Linked DNA regions of Sus scrofa: region 2 is linked to region 1. Evidence: chromatin contacts called from public HiChIP or PLAC-seq data. All regions are on one chromosome and are shown on one strand. Each heading gives the region's core, a stretch centred on a gene start, on an enhancer-like site or on the middle of the called end of the contact. The rest is flanking DNA. Distances are from core to core; before and after follow the strand shown.

Region 1 (3,840 bases), core at 880-3,379:
TCAGTGATACAAGACTCAGCTGCAGGGTGTGCAGGAAGGAACCCAGGCAGTCGGATGAGGACACAGCACGGCCCCCCTCCCCAAGCAGGCACCCCCACGGTGGGGGGCGCTGGTGTGGCAGCACCACCACTAGCTCCCCTCCCTTCCCACGTGGCCATCTCTGCTGCCCAAAGAGGTCTTGAGCCGGATGCCTAGCCACTGGCCTGCTCTTCAAGCAGGAAAAGAGTGATCCCAGCAAAAAGACCTCCAGGGTTCCCGCTGTGGCGTATAGGGATTGGCAGTGGCTCTACAACGCCAAGACACAGGCTCAATCCCCGGTCCAGCAGAGTGGGTTGGAGGATCCGACATTGCTGCAGCTGTGGCTCGGATCGGATCCCGGACCAGAAACTCCATATGCCACGGGGCAACCAAAAAATAACAACAAAAAACTTCCACAGTTCCCCTTGTGACTCAGCGGGTTAAGAACCCAGCTAGTATCCATGAGGAAGTGAGTTCCATCCCTGGCCTTGCTCAGTGGGTTTAGGATCTGGTGTGGCCATGAGCTGTGGTGCAGGTCGCAAGTGCAGCTCAGACCTGGTGTGGCTGTAGCTGTGGCATTAACTTCCAAATGCTGCAGGTGCGGCCCTACAAAAAAACAAAAAAACACCTCCAATCACCTCCTGACTGGGGAGGAGGCCCAGTAAGACAGAGGGCCAGGGTTTTAACCTATCCTCAAAAGATCGCTTTGAGGAGGTCCTGTTGTGGCGCAGTGGTTAATGAATCGGACTAGGAACCACGAGGTTGCAGGTTCGATCCCCGGCCTCGCTCAGTGGGTTAAGGATGCGGTATTGCCGTGAGCTGTGGTGTAGCTCACAGACTCGGCTCGGATAGGGAACCCCCATATGCAGAGGGAGTGGCCCTAGAAAAGACAAAAAAAAAAAAAATCACTTTGAAGGGGGAAGAAAAAAAAAAAAAGGTTGCAAAACTGATCTGCAGAACAGGAAGTTGCTTGGGGGCTCTCCAGGGTACTGAGTCACCCTTCAGGCCCCCTCTCCCCCTCCCTCCACCTGGAGACAGCCCTGGAGTCTGAGACCTACCCAACCTTTACCAGCAACTGGTGAGGAAGGGAAGAGGAACGGGGAGCTGTTGTGGGAGTGGAGTTTCCAGCCTGGCAGAGTAGCCTGAGGTCAACCAGAGGGTCTAAGGGGAGGACTTTGGGCAGAGGGCCCTGTATCACAGCTGGCTCACATAGATGCGGGGGTGTCACAACCCATCCCCCTAAGGGGCTGACCCTGAGTAAATCCCGCCCCAGGAGTAAGTTGCTGCCCTGGCCTTGCCTGCAAGAATGTTCTTACCAAATTAGTCCATTACCAGGCAACGGAGCCTGGGGCCTGGGGCCAGGGCTGAGGGGGGCCATGCCCCAAACCAACCACTCAGCCCCCGACCTCCCACCCCTCCCACCCGGCCCAGGCTGTCCAGTCAAACTTCACAGGCCATTGGCAGCCTGGCAGCACTCCAGGTTACCCAACCCTGGGGGCCCTGGACAGGTGGGGGAGGCGCCCAGGCCGTCACATTTGGATCCCAACACGCCCTTCTGTACTTTCCAGTTTACCCCGCAGGTCTGGGGAACCGCCAAGGAAAAAGGGGGGTGTAGTATCAGGGAAATGCCCCAAGGAAAGGAAGCCCAGTCACAGGAGCTGCCCCTGGACAAGACCTTCCACCGGCTCGCTCTAAAGCCGCGATCCCAGGCACGGATACCGACAACGGTGTCACCGCCTCCATGTTCCTTGACCCCGCAGATTTCCTCGGAAATGGCCACGCTCACACTCAAGGCCTGCCCTCTTTGAGGACAGAGACCCCCCCCCTAATGTGCCGCTTCCCTCAGGTACCATTACTCTCCCGGATCCCCAAATTCCTCACACTCGCCCCCCATTCCCGGAGCTCAGGGGCTCCATCGCCACCCCGAGGGCAGGGACGCCCCCTCCAATACGCGTCACTGCTCCTCTGTCCTCCCACGAAGCCACAGATCCTACCTGGCTCAAAGTGGTTCTGGAAAACCTCGCCCCCGAAGAAGCTGCAGAACGACATGGCGCCGACGGGGAAGCTCCGGCGGAACCGAGGACACAGCTCCACCGCAGGGTCTTGAGCCTGCCTCCCGCCCCACCTCCCGAGAACCAATCGCGCCGGGACGCAGGATGGGCCGGGCACCTCGAGGCCCCGCCCCCAGGGGAACCAATCACATCCAGAGGAGTGAGACACCCTCTCAGGGTTCGCCTCCCGTTGACCCGCCCCTTTTTCACAGACCAATCCCCCGCCGGAAGAAGGTTCTGGTTCCTGCCTCCAGCAGGCCCCGCCCCCTTCCGAGGACGGGCTCCCTCTTCCCCTCAGGCCACGCCCACCACTGAGGACCACTCCCTTGTAGCATCCCGAGGCCCCGCCCCTGCCGCCGCGTCCCCGAGCACCAGGGGGCGCCGCTGAGCTGCGCTGGGTTTAGGATGGCGACCTCGGTGCACCCTGAACCGCGGCGGGTCTCATCCTTTCCTGGCGTGAAGCACCAGGCTACCGGCCGTTGACCAGGTTTCCCTTGCCCCCACATCTGAAACACCACTGGAGGAGTTGCCTCTGGCTTTTATTAGGGGGCTCAGGAAGGGGTTGCATCGCGTTTTTCAGGCTCCCTCCATCCCATCCTGCCTACAAGTCTCCTGAGGTCTCCGGCGTTTCCTTCTCAAGATGCTTCTTCTGCGGACCCTGGAGGGCGAGCGACAGGAGGAGCGTTAGTCACAGGGGTCTAACTAGCCGCCTGGGATACTAAGAGTCGGCCCTGCTGCCCCTCCTACTGGTCCCTCCCCTCCTTCGTTTCCGGCAAGAATCAGTGCCCAGGGCTGGACCCCTAGAGCCCCTCCTGCGGATGCGTGTGGAGGCACGCGTGCCACGCCCGCCCCACGCTGGGGCAGGAGGGATGTGGTGTCTGAGCCCCAGAGAGCAAGGCGGATGGGCTCACCATGAAGATCCTCTTCTCTTGGGCTGTCTGGAAGCGGCCGTGGCCGAACTTGGAGGTGGTGTCGATGAACTTCAGCTCAACGTTCTCCAGGGCCCGGCGGCTGTGGTGCACCAGGAGGGACTGGGGCCCGTGGGGGAGGGGAGCGTCAAGGCAGGAGGTCCCCGCCAAGCCCCTCCCGTCACCCCAGGTCATCCAGGAGTGCCTGGCTCACCTAGCTGGGTCCGTCCCTCTTTGCTCTCCCCATGACCCATCGCTGGCTCTCCAGCGCAGGCCAGCCCCCCAGCCCCCCGACAGCCCACAGGCCTCCCACTCTCCGGCCCACTGCCCCACCTGACCTTCCTCAGTGTGATGACCCGCTTCTTGGTGCCTGCAATGCAACCCTTCAGCATGACGAAGTCGTTGTTGACTTCCCCGTAGCGGGGGAAGCCACCCTGCGGGGAAGGTGGGTCCGGGAAAGGGGCTGCTGAGTTAGGGGGCTGCTGGGGTCCCTAGGAGGACTCCCCTGGCCTTGGGCGACAACACTCTGAATCACTAATCAGGCCAGCCTGTGAGCCATGCCTTAAGTCCTTTCCATAATTATCTTAATAATCTGCATTTTACAGCGGGGGAACCAGGCTCAGAGGGTCGCTTGCCCCAGGCCTGGCAGCTGCTGCAGCTCGGGTTCTTGCTACAGTCAGAGCAGCTGCACTCCACACTCTGAAACAGCAGCTGGAGTATAACTGTCTGCAGAGAAGGCGGTGAGGATGCAGGAACAGGAACGGCAGGGGTCTGGTCCCCCTGGGGGGCCCCAGCCACCCCACACACACCCTGCTGCCTCAGCGGAACTGGCCGCCGCCCCTCACCAGCGGTGTGATGGACTT
Region 2 (3,840 bases), core at 363-2,862, 380 kb before region 1:
GCTTCCTGGGTCACGCTTCCCTGAGCCCATCTGTAGGGAAAATGGAGGAAATCGGGCCCTTTTCTCCTAGCCGCCATATTGCCCCGGCGAGGGACGAAGGAGCCAAGTGTTCCCTGAAAGTGACTATGCAGGTGCATGCGCAGTAGAATGTGATGCCTGCTGCCCCTTCGATGACGTCTTGGCAAATACCGGCTTTGTGTAGGGGGATGTAAGAGGGACTTTCCGTGCCCCCGCTGGTGCTGCTTTTCGATGCCAATAAAGGGATGTCTGACCAACCTGCAGCGCCTGGGCCCTTTTCTAGGTCGCCCGAATCCAGGCTGCACCTGCCTGGTCTCGAGCGACTGCAATACTATTGGTGTAGTGGGCAGGATTCGCCACAGTGGGGTATGGAGACTTCGGGCCCTTTGGGAGGAGTGGAAGGGTGGTTGCCCAAGAGTATGTGGTCCTGGGTGGCCAGCCTCTTCTCTGCCTGGGCGCCCTCCTGGGAATAGCCCGAGATGGACCGGTCCCCTGTATAGACAGAGGAAGTCCTGCAGGGTGGGCTTTGGAAAAGCAGAGTGCCTGCTGGGCCGCCGGGGCTGTGGGTGGGTGTTCCTTACAGCCCTGAAGGCAGAGTCAGAGGCCACGCTGAGTGAATCTGCTGGGCATGAGAGTTGCAGGAGGAAGTGGTTGTCCTCAGCAAGAGTTTGGAAACTTGACAGGAGGGGTGCTGATCCCAAGAGGACCCGTCCACCCCCACTGAGATGAGAGAGCCTTCGGATGAGGAAGAGGAAGCTCCTACCCCCGCTGAGTCTGTAGTGACTCAGAAGGTGAAGCAACAGCCGCCAATGGCCCCAGGGGGTCATGCTGCTGAGCCCCCACAGACGACAGAATTCACCGCTTACGCCCTTACACTCAGGTAGCGCTTGTGGACCTGGGCAAACAGTTTCGCCAACAGCCAGGTGAACCACTGGCTGCCTGATTATTGAGACTGTGGGATCGAAGGGTGGATGGTATTATTCTGCCCAGGAAATTGAAAAGTTGGCTTTGGTGACCCTGCATCCCTTATTGTGGCAGCAGCCGCAGGAGAGTCAGCAGCAAGGCCAAGGTGGCCATTCCCTGCTGGACTGGGTGGTAGCAGTCGTGCGGACTGTGTGGGCAGGGGAGGGGTACCCAAAAGTGTTAAGTGGCAAAGGTATGCCGGATTGGCAGGTGTTACGAGAACTTAAACTGCGACAAGCTATGTTTACTGTTAATACTCACGAGTCTGATGAGTGTTTTGCAGCAGGAATGAGGGCCCTTGTGCTGCAGAGTGCCCCTCAGCATCTTTTGAGTCTTGAACAGTCGTTTCGGCTCCACGTGTGGGGGGAAGGAGAGATGAAGTAATCACCACGATTTGGGACGAGGCCGAGAGCAGGCGCCAGGGGAAGGGGATTCCTGTGGTTACTGGATAGGCTGGGACCCCCTTCATGAGGAAGAACAAGCCTGTGAGCCACCCGCACCCAAATGTGGAGAGACCCCGCGGGGGCAGGGGTGGATCGAACCAAGAGAGATGGCACGCCTAATGCAGAGTCACTAGAATTATGGCAGCAGCTCCAGGAAGATCAGAACTTCATGGCAGTGCCGGCGCATGGCCACGCCCGAAGAGGGGATTAAGGAGTCAAAAGGTTGGGCACGAGCGGATCGCTTGGAGGGCCGTTTGGTGTCCACAGTCCCGCAGGGGGAGGACACCCTGTTTATCTTTGAACAGGGCAAAGGCGGAGGTTACTGGATTTGCATCCCTTATTGTGGCAGCAGCCGCAGGAGAGTCAGCAGCAAGGCGGAGGTGCCCGTCTGCAGGAGACAGATGGGGACCTGTGGCCATATGTGGAGTTCGCTATACCCGCTCCTCGTGGCAGCCTGGAGAAATTCCAAGGTCCCAGATTGTATATAGATGGATGTGGTGGCCTCAGCATTAAAGTGCATGATATAAAGTTACCTTTAGGGGAGTTCCTATCCTGGCTCAGAGGAAACGAATCTGACCAGCAGCCGTGAGGACGCAGGTTCGAGCCCTGGCCTCGCTCAGTGGGTTAAGGATCTGGCGTTGCCGTGATCTGTGGGGTAGTTTGCAGACAAGGCTTGGATCCCACATTGTGGTGACTGAGGTGCAGGCCAGCAGCTGTAGCTCTGATTGGACCCCTAGCCTGGGAACCTCCATGTGCCGAGGGTGTGGCCCTAAAAAGAAAAAAAATTATCTTAGGAATCGGATGAGTGACACCGAGGGAACACAGGGTTTGTGGGTCCCCAATCCCAGAGTGTAACCTAGGGGTAGATGGGCTTTGAGGGCTATGGTTACAGACTCCAGTGGGGGAACTGGGCCTCTGGGCACGTGTGGTGAAGGCAGTGGTGCGGGGACTTGCTAAGCCTCCCCCTGGGCAGCTGCCAGTTCCGAGGCAGGCACACCACAAAAGAGTACTCTCTCTGGAGGCCAGGAGGAAATTACGGGGACTGCAGCTGAGCTAGAAGAGATGGGTGTCATACGGACGGCTCAGAGCCCTTGTAACTCACCTGGATGGCTGGTGTGAAGCGGGGCAACACATCTGAAGTCACGGGGCTGGCAATCGATGAAGCCAACTTGCAGGGGCCTGGATCGTCGGTCAAGTCTGAGCAGTTGTCTGGTCAGGTAAGACAAGGCTTATCCTGAGGCTGCTGTGGATAAGATACGGGCCAACCCCGGGGGAGACCTGAGAGTGTCCTGGGGACTCCAAGGGGAGCGGAGGGCATTTATTCCCCTTTCAGCCCGGTTGTTGGGACCATCCTGTGCCCTGACATGAAAGGGGGCAACGTGGGACTGGACCACGGGGCAGAGATGAGTTTTGTGCTGCGAAATGTACCAACAGGGTGGCCCAAGCCTTGCAGGTGTTTGACCTGGGCGACCGTTTGAGCTCCACGTATGTGTCACTCAAGATGGGTCTGGGTGGGGCTTTCGGCAAAGGTCAGGACAAGTGTGACAGCCCAGACGGTTTTGGTCTCAGTTACAGAAGGGAGCTGGGTGTGATACCTGCTGGTTGAAAAGCAACCGGCGGCCCCTTGTTGGCGACTGAGCATGACGGCCTCCGCTCCTGGGTGGCACAGACCCCCACCCGATAGCTGGATGCGTAAAGGATGGGGCAGTTACGCCCCACAGTGGCACAGCCCAGACGCCCACGCAGCTGAATGGGGAGCATACCTGCGACAGTGGAGTACTTCGTGCCAGCGGAGCTGCAGGAAGTTTGGGTCCCATAACCTTTACTGTGGAGGCAGAGCCCGAGGCCGGGCGCTGTGGGTACAGTCGGGGCCGCCAGGCCCTTGGACGGCGGTGGCTGAGCAACCAGAGATGGTACCATCTGGTTTGAAATGGGAACAGGACAGAGCAGCCAGTGGGCTGTGTGGGTGGGGGTGGCCCACGAACGGCCAAGGTGTCTGCTCTGGTGCGCAAGCAAGCGAATGCATCATTCGCGCCCTGGGCTCGGGTGTTCTGTCTGGGATGTGCTGGGGTGCCGTGCCGCGGAAGCTGCCCAGGTGAGGGTGAGAGGCCCTCGTTGGTTGAAAAGCGAGGGTGTGGGAACGGTATTTGGGTGAGCTCCCAGGGCCCTTGGTGTGGACGTGTCAGTTTGAGAAGACACGATCAGAAATAACCCGGCCCGTAGAAGTGCAGCTAGAGTCCCTGCTTCGCCTGTCCCTGGGGTGGCCCCTGGTCTGTGGTCAACACGGGTGGCCCCCGTACTTACTGGGCGGCAACTGGACGGACCAGTGCACGAGGGGACGGCCTTTCCTTCCGGCCTGATGGCCCCCTAACCTGCAGGAGCAGCCCAGTGATTGGGGGGCGTTCAGGTCCCGACA

What was found. HiChIP or PLAC-seq counts read pairs in DNA pulled down with a chosen protein or histone mark.
Region 2: a contact with region 1 is called in an H3K27ac HiChIP or PLAC-seq map of alveolar macrophages. The contact joins the promoter of CLCN7 here to the promoter of MSRB1 in region 1. A contact is called at or near these places in 1 of 5 promoter capture datasets (fetal liver) and 1 of 2 datasets of contacts at active chromatin or transcription factors (alveolar macrophages).

The regions. Positions count from the first base shown.
Region 1 is chr3:40,015,450-40,019,289 of Sscrofa11.1, reverse strand. MSRB1 (methionine sulfoxide reductase B1) reads right to left here and starts at 2,129. Exons shown (of 4, transcript NM_001097460.1): 1 at 2,013-2,129. The coding sequence starts at 2,067. It overlaps RPL3L (60S ribosomal protein L3-like), which reads right to left. Exons shown (of 9, transcript XM_021086793.1): 7 at 3,823-3,840; 8 at 2,981-3,100; 9 at 2,588-2,727. The coding sequence ends at 2,671.
Region 2 is chr3:40,395,579-40,399,418 of Sscrofa11.1, reverse strand. CLCN7 (H(+)/Cl(-) exchange transporter 7) reads right to left here and starts at 1,612. Exons shown (of 26, transcript XM_003354661.4): 1 at 1,243-1,612; 2 at 1-30. The coding sequence starts at 1,305. It overlaps LOC106507362 (a long non-coding RNA gene), which reads left to right and starts at 31. Exons shown (of 3, transcript XR_001303285.2): 1 at 31-898; 2 at 2,451-2,641.